3 separate regions of the Mus musculus genome follow, and all the other regions are linked to region 1. A link is a contact called in public Hi-C and HiChIP or PLAC-seq data. All regions are on one chromosome and are shown on one strand. Each heading gives the region's core, a stretch centred on a gene start, on an enhancer-like site or on the middle of the called end of the contact. The rest is flanking DNA. Distances are from core to core; before and after follow the strand shown. Region 1 has its middle 10 kb from the start of Gm35457. Region 2 overlaps Thada (thyroid adenoma associated). Region 3 overlaps Thada (thyroid adenoma associated).

Evidence for each region. Hi-C and Micro-C count contacts between places; a contact is called where the count stands out from the background. HiChIP or PLAC-seq counts read pairs in DNA pulled down with a chosen protein or histone mark.
Region 2: a contact with region 1 is called in an HNF4G HiChIP or PLAC-seq map of pancreatic cancer cells. The contact joins two enhancer-like sites. A contact is called at or near these places in 1 of 15 datasets of contacts at CTCF or cohesin (large pre-B cells), 1 of 484 Hi-C or Micro-C datasets (bone marrow-derived macrophages) and 7 of 115 datasets of contacts at active chromatin or transcription factors (acute myeloid leukemia, differentiating embryonic stem cells, effector CD8 T cells and 4 more).
Region 3: a contact with region 1 is called in a Hi-C map of embryonic fibroblasts, with 4 times the contacts expected there. The contact joins two enhancer-like sites. A contact is called at or near these places in 1 of 15 datasets of contacts at CTCF or cohesin (large pre-B cells), 10 of 484 Hi-C or Micro-C datasets (the G1E-ER4 cell line, the HL-1 cell line, bone marrow-derived macrophages and 3 more), 6 of 115 datasets of contacts at active chromatin or transcription factors (the HPC-7 cell line, acute myeloid leukemia, embryonic stem cells and 3 more) and 4 of 9 other capture datasets (adipose tissue, embryonic stem cells, liver and 1 more).

Annotation. Positions count from the first base shown.
Region 1 is chr17:83,971,844-83,976,529 of GRCm38.p6, reverse strand. No RefSeq gene overlaps it. Among named protein-coding and RNA genes, the nearest start is that of Gm35457, 10 kb to the right of the region's middle. Within about 2 kb of position 2,664, at least 134 of the 459 cell types and tissues checked have an H3K27ac peak or open chromatin away from gene starts, as enhancers often do. A contact at or near this core is called in the HL-1 cell line, embryonic fibroblasts and pancreatic cancer cells, where this site is marked.
Region 2 is chr17:84,264,045-84,268,730 of GRCm38.p6, reverse strand. The region is part of intron 30 of Thada (thyroid adenoma associated); the gene reads left to right. Among named protein-coding and RNA genes, the nearest start is that of Gm24492, 21 kb to the left of the region's middle. Within about 2 kb of position 2,115, at least 74 of the 459 cell types and tissues checked have an H3K27ac peak or open chromatin away from gene starts, as enhancers often do. A contact at or near this core is called in pancreatic cancer cells, where this site is marked.
Region 3 is chr17:84,242,170-84,246,855 of GRCm38.p6, reverse strand. The region is part of intron 31 of Thada (thyroid adenoma associated); the gene reads left to right. Among named protein-coding and RNA genes, the nearest start is that of Gm24492, 43 kb to the left of the region's middle. Within about 2 kb of position 1,940, at least 48 of the 459 cell types and tissues checked have an H3K27ac peak or open chromatin away from gene starts, as enhancers often do. A contact at or near this core is called in the HL-1 cell line, embryonic fibroblasts and pancreatic cancer cells, where this site is marked.

The sequences.
Region 1 (4,686 bases), core at 1,415-3,914:
CCATCTTCTCTCTGTCTCTGTCGCTCCAACTTTATAAAATGTTCTTAAAATCTCCAAATTGTCTAGCTAAAACCCCTATTTATCAAAATGATGGAAAGTTTCTGGCAAAGATTAAAGATGGCAGCAGGGCTTAGCAACAGATGGAAAAAGACAATGGGGACTTGGTCGTCAATCAGCAGTCGTTCCTAGTGATTACACACAGGGATCTGAGGCACTTCAAGGCAGATGTGAACTGGGGACTTTCTCCAAGGTTCCTGAGCCTTGGTACCCAAGCACATCTCTCAAGGGCCCAGGGCAGCCCAAACTACTGTGGAGGATCTGTCCCGCTCGAAGTCTGTGGAGACAGAACCTGGTCCTTTAGCTCAGACTCTCCAGTGCTTCTGTACAGTCCCAAAGGTCTCAGAGCCCTGAAGGCCATGCCTCTCCCATGGCCCTATCCAAAGGCACCTGCTCACCCACCAATGGTTCCCACCTCCCAAGTCACATAGGCCTGACAACTTCTCCATTCAGCCGGAAACACGGACCAAAGACTTCCTTCTCTCTTCGTGATAAGGAAAGTTCAAACCTCAAGAACTCAAAAGCCAAGAAGGCCGAAGGAAACTTTGCTTCCGCCTCCTCTCTGATAAGATCCAGCCTTGAGAAAGGGCACTAATGTGAGCTAGCCTTTCACTGAGCTGTTTTGTACAGTTACCTTGAAGTCAGCTCTACCCAGCAGACAGTGTGCTTAGAGGATGGGGCACTAAACTAGGGTCTCACTGGCTCACAATTTTACTCCATTGTATTTTAGTTCAAGCATCACTCATTGTTCAGAACTCGGTTCCAAAAGACATACACTTAAGGTGGGTCACCATGGAAGGATCATCTTTTGGCCTTTGTCACAGAGCTAGCTAAGCCCAGGCCTGAAGTCGCATAAGATCTGAATGATGCAGGAGAGTGTGATTTTCTTTGCTTGTTTGGTCTTTTTCCCCTACAAGTTAGCATCATCTTGCCAGCATCTCCTTCTTGGGCTTTGGGCATTGGTTCCAGAACCTCTGTGCTGCCCTGGTCTTTTAGACTTTTTTGCCCTGAGCCTTGGAGAAAGAGATTCTTTGGCACCTGCAGGTTGAGTCATAAGCATGACTTTACCTGTAATGTATCTTTGTCTCAGAACCAATCTGCGGGTAAAGGGAACATGTTCTCAGGCTACCTGAACAGGAAAGCTCAAAGCAGGGCTGCAAGGTCAAAGCCAGTGAGGGCTACATAGTGGGCACTTGTCTCAAAAGCCAAGCAAATAGCTTCACAAAAGAGAAGGTCTCTAATAACAAGCGCTCTGGGCAGGGAAAGTGGCTACACACACACACACACACACACTGCTTCCATCCTCACAGTGCTCCATCTGCCAGTGTTTCAATGTTCTCTCCCCGATGTGACATTTACTGAAATGTAGCTACTGCTGGGAAGGGACAGGAAGCAGGACCTTTAAGATGTGAACAGGTCAAGATCCCTATTGTTATGAGTGGATTAATGCCATTGTTGAGAGAGTAGATAGACTAGTTCCCTCTGAAATGGATTTGTTATAAAATAAAAGTTTGTTCTGTCTCTCTCCCTCTGTCTCTGCCATATTCATTCATTCATATATATATATATATATATCCCAACAATGCTATGATGTAGCAAGAAGGTCTCTTGGATACCTCAGTGTCAGTCTCCTGAATTGTGAGAAGTAACTCTCCTTTCATGATAAACCACCCGCCTGCGGCATTCTGTTACAGACTAAGACAGTCACTCATTCTCCTCTAAGGTTATCGTCGGGCACCAGCTACCCTCTGTTTTGGGACTTCCTTGTTTGCTAGAACTCCTGAGATCCATACCTTCTCAAGTTTCATAGATAATGGGCAGGGTGGAGGTGGGGTTGATATACATCCTGAACAATATTTTACTCTCAGGACCTCAATAACTACACACAATAACTAAAGGTTGGTCACAAAACGTGCCTAGAAAGGAAAGCAGGCAGGATTTGAGCCTGTGGATCTGCCGCATTGAGGGGACGTAGTCCCAGGACCGAATGGGACATCAGGACAGGACAGGTGAGACAAAGCGCCCTCCAAATTTCGATTTCTCGTTTTGGACAGTGTCTGTTCCTCTCTGACTGTGAGTCTTCCTCATCCGACACGTGTAATTGTGACGGTTCTTCGACTGTAACTCCTTGGTTTGGGATTCACCAAGGAAAACAAACCTCCGCTTGCCTGTGAGGGTTTATCTAGATTAGGCTGACTAGGTGGGAAGGTCCACCCTAGAGTGGGTGGTACCATGTCATGGACTGAGGTCAAACATTGAACGGAAAGGAGCCTGCAAGGTGAGCTGCAGCAGCATCTGCTGTCTCTTTGCTTCCTGACTGTGGATGCGGTGAGATCAGCCACCTCAGACTCCTGCCGCCAGGCTTCCCTGACACACTCTGACGGTACCCTCAGGCTACGTACGAACCAGAGTAGACCCCTTTTCCTTAAGTTCCTTTTCTGAGGCATTTTATCACAGCAGCAAGACAAGTACAGAATAGAGTAACAAACCCACACTCCAGTAAGCCCCATCCCTGCAGACGACCCGTCCCTTCCTCTCCAGCCTCTGCAGCAGCCCCACCCCTCCTTCAATGCCGCTCGTCTCATCTCTGCCTTCGGATTTAACTCCACACTCTCAGCTTTCTCCCCTAGGCTCTGTTCTCTCTTTCACCACACCACACACCAGATGTGTTTCTCTTTTACTCGCTGTCTTCCTGCTTGAGGAGGAAGCTCCCAGAGGGCAGTTCTTTCCTGCATTGAATATTGTATCCCAAGGATCTAGAAATGTCTCCAGCACATTGTAAACACTCAATAAATACTCGTGGGACGAATGAACGAATGAATGCATTTCAGAACATCTCCTGGCAAGCCATCTTGGATTCAGGACGGAGTAGCACTGCCACCTGTTGCCAGAGTTTTGTATTGTGAATACAAACTCAGGGTGAGCAGGAAGAGGCTCACCCTCAGGGGGTCAGCCCTGTCACTTGAATCCTATTCCATGTTCCAAATGCCACCACCCGACTGTAGCCATCTCAAAGACCTATAGCCTGTGACTTTTGCCTGTTTTATGCCCCTAGTCTGCCAACACCTGGTGACACCTGGCCAACCATTCTAGGAGTTTGCTCTGATGTGTCTAACATCAACCATGCACAGGAAATATTTCCTAACCAGAAAAGGGAATCATAAAAAAGAGCTCAATCCTGAGAAAGGATGAAAGAGAGAACATGAGCTGTAGGACCACATGGGATGTGGGGCCATGTGGGATGGGGGACCATGTGAGATGTAGGACCACATGGGATGTGGGGTCACGTAGGAAAGGAGACCACGTGGGATGGGGGGCCATGTGTGGGATGGGGGACCACGTGGGATGGAAAACCAATGAGAAAGCCTGAGGGACTAGCCTAGTTCCAGCTCGACTTTGAGTCTGCTTTGGTCTCTCCTCTATAAGAAGATGGCCTTGGGCTACATGGGCTTCAGCCCTGACTTCCCTAACAGAAAGGACAGGAAGTCCATGGCATCTTCAGGTTCTGCAGTCAAGTTGCTTGGGTGCCCGTGTCCTAGTTGAGGGTCTCTTCACTGTTGGTTGTGGGGACCTCTTGACAGCTGGTCTTTTAATTGCAGTTTCCTCTCAAAGCCTTACCCCTGCTTGAGCTCAGCCTTCATGGCCTGGCTCAGGGGCCCCAGTACCATGACAACCAGGATCCTCCCCATCCTACACACACATACACGTACACACACTTTGTGTTTGGTCTGCTTCTTTTAACTACCTAAGGGTTGATCTAAGCTGACCTCTGACTTTCTTTGGGTCTCTGTAGTCTGTCTATGCCAGCAAGGAACGACTGTCCCGCCCCTCTGTTCAGGTTGGGTACCCTCTCCTTCTGGCCTCTGCCCAAGCTCTGCTCAGCCCAGATTTGTGTCCATTGATCCTAGACCGCATGTGATTTAGAAGACATGTTAAGGGTAGGCTTCCTGGAGGAATTCCTGGGGCCTCTGAATCCACCTATGCTGGGTGGTCAGAAGATCTGGTATTGGGAACAATTACCTTGTTCCAGCTCAGGAGGAATGCCGTTGAGAAGCAAGCCAGGCCACCTTGTGACACTGGAGAACTGTCTGCTTGAACGCTTTAAGGAGCCCATAGAAACCCACCTGTCTCCCCTTTCTGTGCCCTGCCCACTTCTACTCTACAGAAAGAGGGGGCTCTCCCTGCTCTGCTTCTCAGCCTCCCTCCCTTTGAGCACTGCTGCTCTTCCAGCCCAGCTGCTGTTCCGGGAGCGCGCCTCTAGGGAAACAATGGACTGAGTGTCCTTTGTCAACTCCTCACCAAGGACTCTGTGAGCTCACTGCCATGGGAGCTGCTTAACTCCCAGAATGCCCTGGCTTGTCCGGCTCCATTTAGGAGCCTGTGAAAGGGAAGGTCCCATGGAAGTGACAGAAGTCATTAAGCCTAACACAGATGAGGTTGCTGTGAAATTTTAGCAGTCAAATTTACATTGCTGGTAAGAATTTTTTTTAAAGGATATCAAAAGATTGGCCAAAAAGCAAAATAATTTTTATAATGATTCTATATTAAAGTTACATTTTTATATATTGAGTTCAATAAAAGCATACTGCTAAAATTAAGTTTTCTTGGGTTTATTTGTACTTTTAAAAC
Region 2 (4,686 bases), core at 866-3,365, 290 kb before region 1:
CCACAACAGGGTGCAGTCCAGGCCCCTTGGATGGTCCTCCTGCTGCGCTTGCTGTCTTCAGGCTGCAGCTCTGCTGTCCTAGCAGTCACAGGCTCCACCCTAACAGAAAGAACTTTGAAAAGCTCTCTCAAGCAGGACTCAGAGGAAACGGCTTGTTTACCTTGGCTGTGACTTGGGATTACAATTATATTGGGCTTCAGTTTTTTCAGAAGTGGTTTGTTATCTTGTGTTTCCCTCAGCCATAAAAGAGTAAATATGTATTGGATGTTCCTTTTAGAAAACTTGATGACATAAACCATGTGTGTGGGTACACGTGTGTTAATCCTACTACTTAGGGGTACGGAGACAAAGGGGCTGTTGCAAATTTCAGACCAGTCTGAGCTACTCAGTGAAACAGTTTCAAAAAAACAAACCAAACTGAAGAAGATAAGCAGGTGAGCTTTGTGTGCTGCTGGGCTCTGGGGTGGGGAATGGGATGGCCGAAGGGAAACATTCTCTACAGAACTTCATCCCTGGTTTTCCTTGGCTATCATTCATAGCAAGGAAAAATAATTTGAAAAACAATATAAAAGTGAAATCTACTCTTAGCACAGTTCTCTGTGGTTACATCATCTTTTTCCTTTTTTTAAAAAACATAGCTAAGGTTCTATTAAGTATAAAAGTTATAGCTTCCTTTTTTTCACTTGGCAATATGAAAATATTTGCTATTATTATTACTTAAAACTTTATGGCTGCTATGGAAAATGGTATCACACTTCCTTAAAAACTGGAAATAGAATCAGTATCTAATCCTGCAGTTCTCCGTCTAAGTTCAGAGAAAGAGAAAGCAGGCTTCGATGGTTGTACTGCTATGCTCAGAGCAACGTTCTTCCTGGTCACCAAACCACAGAACAGCAGTGTTCATTGCTGACAATGTAAGCAAAATATGCTATATACATATGGTAACATTAGTCCATCTTTAAAAGAGAAGTTCCCATCCTCAACTAGGGATTGAACCCAGGCCTTTCCACATGCTAGGCCAGTGCGCTGCCACAGCTATATCCCCAAGCAGCAAGAGAGATCTGACCTGTGCCACCACATGGAGGTACCCCGAGAGATGGCTGGCTGAGCAGATAGTTCATAGACACAGAAAGTAGAGCTGTCATTGGCAGCGTGTGATGGGACAGCCAAGAGATAGAAGTGCTGGGGTTAACATAGTAACTTCATACTTAAAACATTTAAAAATAGCAAGTACAAACAAAAACTAAAATCTCTATTATTTCTTCAGAGTTTTTTTTTTTTTCAATTTGGGGAATTGGGGGGTTGATTTTTCCTATCACTATCCATCTCTACAAAAAAAATAATTTTGCCTAATTTTGCCTTTTTGATTAACTAGGAAAAGAATCTTTTGTTGAAAAGTGGGCTTAAGCATCTCTCTGTGTGTCTCTATGCCTGTGTGTGTGTGTGTGTGTGTGTGTGTGTGTGTGTATGTATGAGGGGGCGGAGAGAGAGAGATTGGGCTTATTGGTTTGTTTTGCTGGGTTTTTTGAGATTGGTCTCATTATATAGTTCTTACTCTCCTGAAACTCACCAAGATCCACCTGCCTCTGCCTCCCAAGTGCGCTGGGATTAAAAGCATATGCCACTATAATTGGCTTCATTGCTCTACTTTGCCTTCATTGCTGCGTGTGGTGTGGAGTCAGTCTGTAACTCTGGCCTTAGGTTTCATTTCTAAAAGCAGACTAAGTCTCTTGAGAGGCAGCGCAGTGCTACAGCTGCTGTACGTTGTGAGACCCTCGTCCCACAAACAGTGCATGGAGACCTTGCCAAAAGTTTAAGGGTTTTTAAAAGTTATTTTTGGAATGCCTACTTTGTACCAAGCTCTGGATGAAGCAATCAATATATATGATTCCATGAGTTTATCTCAAAATGCTCTTGGTATTAGAAAATTAACTTTTCTGTGTTGACACACCCTATGTATAACACTAGTTTAGTTTGGCATAAGTTCAAGAGATAAGGCAAACAAGTATGGTTATGTTTTCAACTTTTACTTTCAATGTTTTAACACAGTAACTGACACGCTTTAACCTTTTGTTTCTGGTTCATAAGGACTTTTCCCTGGGCTTTCCCAGGGTACCACTAGGGCCTGGGTGTACTGTGTGCTCTGCCAGGGGTGCCAGGTAACAAACAAAAACTTGTTCAGATCCTGGTAGCAAGCCATGTGCTTTATGTCTCTTTGTGTGTGCTTGTTTGCACATTCTGTCTTGCTAGCCTCCTCCTGGGAGAGTGGGGATGGTGATAGCTTTAATTTTACTTTGAGACAGACAGAGCCTTGCTCCTTAGCCTAGGCCAGCCACGGCCCTCCTACTGCTGGGATGACACTGGGACACTACCACTCTGGCTCTGGTCATTGCTTTTAATAGAGCGTGCTTTACACACATCACTGCTGTACTCACCCAGCCACTTCTCCCATTAGGATCCCACAGGAGACTGTGACTCCTGGTCTTGGCACTAACAAATGCCAGGTTGGCTGGTAGCAAGTTTTCATTCCAAACAATAGTTCCTGATGCTCAGGGTAGAATGCTGGAATCACCGGGGAAGATTTAAAACCTCCCAGTGTCAACTCCCACCCTGAGAGACTCTGCTGTAGAAATAAATGCCTTTGCCTTCCCAAGTCCACTGAAGCCAGGGACCCTCATGTGGTCCTTGTTCCAGAGGGTCGTGTTACATTTTCATCTTTTAAGATGTGGCTAAAGTAGAACAGGCAGTACTTGGGTCAGTTTGTTTATCAGCCTTTTCTGGGCGAGGCCAGACTGACTTAGGCACTGCAACTATTTCTTAAAACCACAGTGCAGTGTAAAGAGGGCAACAAAACAGGTTCTCAGGCAAACTCCTGGATCTGGGATTTAAATACGGAAAACCCTGTGAAGTCCCTATGCATTTGCAGAGATGTAACCCTCAGAGGTCAGGAGAACCCATCCATCTACACAGCTGAACAGGCGTGGACCCCACTGAAAACTGCTAATATCTGTACTCAGCTGCCAAGTCCTTGTCAAGCTTTTTCCTGGACCTTACTGCCTCCATGTGTCCAGACACTGCTTGTCATGTTGGACTGTCTAAAATAGAGCTGCTCAGATAGAACGTGTTCTCAGAAGTCACTAGTTAGACTGAAGGTAGGACCTGAGCACCTAAATACTTGGCCAGCTCCAAGTGAGAGCTGCTGTTGACCCTGAGACAAAGTTCATAGTTTATGAACTTAGCAAAGGCTAAGCCATCAGCCACTGTAGTTCTAGCACCCAGTTAGAAATGTTCTTCCCATGCTCATGGCCTTACTCCCCCTTGCTAGGCAGAAGCAGACTCAAGACTTCCAAAGCCATCAGGCCTGCAGCCTCTCCCAATGTCAGGGCTGCATGGTACCAGGACACTGTGGGAAAGTTATATTTCTTGGTTCAGGCAGCCATCCCTGTGGCCTCAGGGCCTGTGGGAGGACTGGTGCTCTGTTGGCATGCAGTTGGCTATTTGTCATTCTGTTAAATAAATCTTATAGTCTGATGAGGAAAATAGGCTTTTGAGAATATGAGAATAGATCTCAAGGTGAGTAAGAAAAATGTGTGTGTGTGGGGGGGGGGGTTGGTTGGTTGTTTCAGTAAAATGGTGTTGATGAAGGGAGTAGGTATGGGAGAGCTTGTGTTTGTGGGCCCACTCTAGTACTTGGCCCCTCAAGCCAGCTCTGACTTGCAAACTGTGAACTGTAACACGGCTCACCTCCTTCTCAGCTTCCTTTGATCACTCCTCCCACCCCTGTGTCCCCCTTCTTTACTAGTCCCCAGTAAGCTGAGTGCTGTTCCCCTTGAGGGCCTATGGGTTTAAGAATGTGAGTAAAATGTGCTTATAGAGACAAGGCTGGGGCTTGCTTGTGTGTGGCAGTCCCAGGTCTTCCCCAGACGTCTATAGCCAGCTTCAGAATCTGCTCTAGAAAGAATTCCATTTGCTTCACAAGAGCTGAAGACAGCATTTTTTTTTTCTAACCACCAGATTTATTCACACAAGAGACTACACTGCCAGGGCAGAAAGACTGGGGCTTGGGTCTGATTCTACTTTCCCATGGCCCCAGCCTCTTCCCAGTCTCCTGTGTTCTGGACTGCTCTCCTCCACAGGAAGTAGCTCGCTCTTTTGCAGTGACCTGAGAAACAGTGTGGCTAAGCCCTCAGCCTGCTGCAGCTTGCTGTCCCACCTCCATTGCCACTGGCAGGAGTCCAGCCCAAAGGGGCTGTTGTAGTAGGGTGATCGTGGGGCATTGTAAGGCTATCATTTGTGGTCCCTGCCAAGACTGGAAGACACGCGAGTCTCAACAAGGCTAGCTAGTCACGTAGCACACCTGCTTTTGTGGGGGGGTGGGCTGGGCTGGACTTGGTGCTTTCCGTTCCTTTTTCTCTTTTCTTCCCCCACCTCTCCTTTTTCTCCCCCCCCCCCTTCTTTTGTCTAAAAGGTTTCCCCAGCAGTCCCTCTTCTTGACATCTGAGGGACAGACAGATTGAGTGGGAATGTGACCACTGCCTTGCTCTCAGTCTGAGACTCTGGGGAGAGGAGACTACCATTAGGACTTCTTCAGTCCTCTAACTCAGCCTGTTGAGGTCACCTTCAACCTGGTGAAGAACTGATGGGGGAGGTGGGATTGGTGTATTTTAGATCCAGACTTCTTCCCTT
Region 3 (4,686 bases), core at 691-3,190, 270 kb before region 1:
ATCTTACCAAGTTGTCCTGGCAAACCTAGAACTTGCCATATTGATCAGGCTGAACTTTAAATGACAGAGATTTGCCTGCCTCTGCCTCCCAAGTGCTGCAATTACAAACAAATTTAATAAGTCCAGCATTAGAGAAAACTCATTCACAGACTGTCATGGAGGTTTGTTTGGTTATCATGATGGCAGAGAATGGAGGACCAGACCAGAGTGAAAGGTAGCCATGCTAAAGAATAGCTCAGGGGGCTTAAGTGGGTGGAGCTGTGGGAGGCATCTTCCGAGTATTTCCATTTTACTAATGTTATAGCACACCTCAGTTTCATTCCTGTGTATGAACGTACACTTTCATTACATTTTTGTGAGTGTGTGCATACAGGCACGTGTTCGTGTGTGTGTGTGTGTGTGTGTGTGTGTGTGTGTACAGCTTTGTGTTGATTCTCTTCTGTCTTGTGGGTTCTGGAGATTGACCTGCCTCATCAGACTTGGGAGCAAGCACCTCACGTTCTGAACCATCTTGCTTGTCTGGTACATTTCATAGTAAATTTAATTATAAATGGGACTCATTGCCAAAATAAACAAAGCACTAATTTGAGGAAGATTTTTGGTTTAGGTTTTGCATGAAAGAGGCTCTGCCCATCCCTCAAACTGTGTTCTGTTAACAGCATTGAAAGGCCGTTCCTTTCAGTGAACTCTGAGGTGCCTTAGAATACCTTGGGGGGGGGGTGACAGGATGAGAAGAACCCCATTGTGTTTGGAGTTTGAAAGTGATTTAACCCCCGGGAGCACTGAGTCCTCTGTATCCTTTTTTCCTTTCCTGCCATCATTAGCTTACCTCAGTCTCTGTCAGGAAGGAAAATGAGTTGCGGCTGCAGCTGAGAGAAAGGGAAAGTCTAGAAGCCCAGAGGCTGAGGTGCAGGCCTGTGCAAGGGGTGCAAGGGCAGTTATTCAATTCTAATCTAAAGTCTAACCTAAGCTACTTGTACTCGGGAAGGAAATGTCCCACTAAAATATCTATTGCTAAAATAATTCCCTGGTACTTGCTAAATATCCCGTTTGCTCTGAGAGATAATCTGCTTGCCTGTAGACCTACCCCTTACATTTGTTTTCATTTTGCACAGCTAGAGTTTATTTACCACATATTTAAATAAATATACTTAACACGTCTCTCCCTCCCTCCCTCCCTCCCTCCCTCCCCCTTCCTCTCTCTTTTTGGTGAGTCCATGAGTGGTTATTTCTTTCTCAGGTCCATTTTATGAATGTAATTGTTGTTGCCATTCTTTTTGAGACAGGGCCTCATGTAGCCCAGGCTGGCTTCAAACTCAGTATGTAGTCAAGAGTGACCTTGAGCCAGCATGGTTTTATGCCAGGCTCAAGACTGAGCTCGGCCTCGTGCATGCTCCATCGGTCAACCCCATGTTACTTACTTGGTGCCATCTGGTTGTAGTGTTCTCACCCGTTGTCTTCTAGTTTCCATTGCTGTGAAGAGACACTGTGACCAAGGCACCCTAGCATGTATGCAGGATACCTATGCTACTCTGCTTTCATCTCACTCATCACGTTTAATGACGGCGGCCAGCCTTTGTAGACTGCTAGCTCTGACAAGTGCTGTCTCCAGCATCCCGTGTGCGTGAATGGAGGAGGTGCTGCTGATGGTCCTCATCGTTCACAATGAGGCAGAGAGAAGCACCGAGAGTCCTGTGTGTCCTAAGACTCCAGAGCCCGAGCTCCCCATCTCCCACAGGTGGCATGTCTGAGAGACGGCCATCAGGAACCCTGAGACAGCCCTCCTGGATCAGCTCCAGGCCGACTTCCCTGTGCTGCGGCTTCTAAGTCACAGTGTTTGCAGTGTCGTCCCTAAGAGTGTGGGACAACCTTAGGCCAGAGCTGGGACTCGGGTGTATTACTAGAAAGCGAGCACTTGCCACTCTGGGCAGGACCCGCCCTTTGCGCCTTTGAAAATAGACATACTTAGGGCCACCAAACAACACTTCCCAGAGGCAGGGTGCTGGGACGGTTCTATGCTTTCTTTGTTAGCTGGAATTTATAGGTCGGATCTCATCACTCTGCCAAGTACAATAAACACTCCTTCATCGGGAATCTTAGTTTATAGTCGTTACTTTTTCCTTCTGGATGTCCTACAAGTGGCCAGCTCACACGGTGAGTCAGAACCCTAACTGTAGCTGCCGCGCAGTGCGCTGTGTAGACCACAGCTGGGTAAGAACACAGGCCACTCTGTAATGAGCTCGGATGTGTAGACTAGATGCTGCTTCGTGAGATCAGCCCTCCCTCTGGCCAGCCTAGGTGCTATGGGTCAAATGGTGAAGTCTGTGCGACGTGTTCAGCAATGCTTGTGTTTGTATTGCTTAGAACATGAGCACTGCATGATGTAAAGAAATACAGTCCATGATTTTTATGACCCATGAACTTCCTTTACCTCATTCCTAGGAAATGCAGCTGAATAGTTAGAGGATAAAGCAGTGGCAGCCTACCAACGCCTGCCATGGTTAGCCAGGCTCGTTGGGTTAGCTGTAGCCAGCCCCACCTGAGCAGCTGGGCGGGATTTGTCCTGTCCTGGTTGTGTGCTTTTAGTGTGCGTGCAGACCTGCCTAACTGACACAGCTGATGAGATTCTCTTGGCTGGGGTGAGAGAGCAGGGGGAACTTGAGAACAGTTTTTAGAGGCTTCTGGGACTTTTGATTTCTAAGCCTGCACCTATGAAATTTCAAGGACGTTAATGTTCACGTTTTGTCATCTATACATTAGTTGGTTTTCTGCAGAAACTGGACTCTGGTCTGAAATGTTGCTTTTCAACAGTGCACTCTGACATAAGCAGCTAGCTCCCTTCTGCAGAGGTGCAAAGCAGGGTGGTACCGGATGAGTGCATAGCATGTTAACTCTGTGAGTACCGTGTACAGAGGCCACTCTAAGAACTGCAGTCTCATACTGTCTAGTCAGTAGGAAGATGGAGACTCTCCCAGGGAGTAACTTGCTCAGCCATGCAGCTGGTTACTGCAAAGGATCCAACTGCCATGTCAGTCATCGAAAATAAGGATAGTAATGTGTGACACTTAGTCGGACTGAGTGTCTGTGTCTGTGACAGAACCACGTCCTGAAACTTCCTGACTTGCACTCCTACCCCAGAGAAAGAACTGTTCAAATGTGCAGGATGACCTCAGAACTCTGTGGTTCCTGTCCCTTACATGTTCCTGCCTCTCCCCTCTCCGGCCCTTCATCACCAATCATGAGAAACTCATTGGCCTGTCTGTTAAATTGCAGTGCACATAGCTTTTTCAAGTCTGTCAGAGATGTTTTGCATAAACGGAAAGCATTCCTTTGTGGCCTTTCATGTCTCGCTGCTTCGCTCCATGCCTTCGAGTTTCATCCGTATGTAGCCTAAAGCTGCACTCACTTGGGTTTATAGCTAAATAATATTCCACTGTGTCAGCATCACTTTTTCAGTCATTATCAACTGGTGAACATTTGGTTTGCTTCTACGTTTGGTCTTTTGTAAATAACACTGCTATAAATATTCATGGGCTCTTTTTTTTTTCAGTTCTTCTGAGTAAATTGCACATAGGAGTAAAGGGGGTTGTGGAGACAGGGGATAGGAGGAGAAGAAAGGGCTGGATCAGCTTCTTGAGGAATTGAAGTCTTCCTCCAGAAACACCCAAGGCTCCTAGTTCTCCCCTTCCTCTGCCGTACTTGTTACTGCCTGAGTACAATTGCCTGTTGTGAGTGCAGTGGCCCTGGCTGGGCTGAGCTCTGACTTCCCTCTGACTGGTGATACAGCATCTTTCCTGATGTCCATTGGACATTTGTCTCGAGAAATGTCTGTTCAGACTTTTTGCTCATTTTTAAAAGATTCATTGTTTATATGTATCTGTGTTTCTGTATGTACATGATTCTCCACACAGACCAAAAGAGGGGATCAGATTCCTGGAGATATAGGTGGTTGGGAACTGCCTGATGTGGGTGCTGAGGGCAGAACTTGGGTTCTCTGGAAGAGCATCATGTGCTCTTAAACATTTAGCCATCTCTCCAGCCCTCCTTTGCCCACTTTAAAATTGGATTAATTATATTTTGTACTTGTGAAAGTACATTGTTCGATGTGAACCGTGACTTTTTATGTGCTAAGTTAGTGTTCCACTGTTTATATAATTTGTTTATGGATAGTTTATCAACAGTTGATAGACATGTTGGCTATTTTTTCTGATTAGAGAATGTCAGATATGGAGCCCTGAACATCTTCAAAGAATTGTTTGGTTAAATGCTTTGATTTTTCTTGGGGAAAAAAAAAAAACCTAAGCAACAAAACAAAAACAAACAAACAGAACCAGATGCTGCCAGGTGGTGGGGGCTCACACCGTTATTCCCGGCAGTGGGGAGGCAGAGACAGGCAGATCTCTGTGAATTCAAGGCTAGCTGGTCTACAGAGAAGTTCCAGGACAGCCAGAGCTACATAGAGAAACCCCCCCCCCCACACACACACACACACACAAAGAAAGACAAGAAAAAAGGAAGGAAGACAGACAGAACAAGAAGAAGCATGTGACCATTTTTAATATCTTTTCTGGAAATTCTGTAAATCTTATGTTTTAGTCTTATGTTTTAGTAAAATATTTTTTGTTATTCTAAAAAAAAAAAATCTAAGCAGATTATTAGGCCATAGGTAAAAAGAAACAGCCAGAA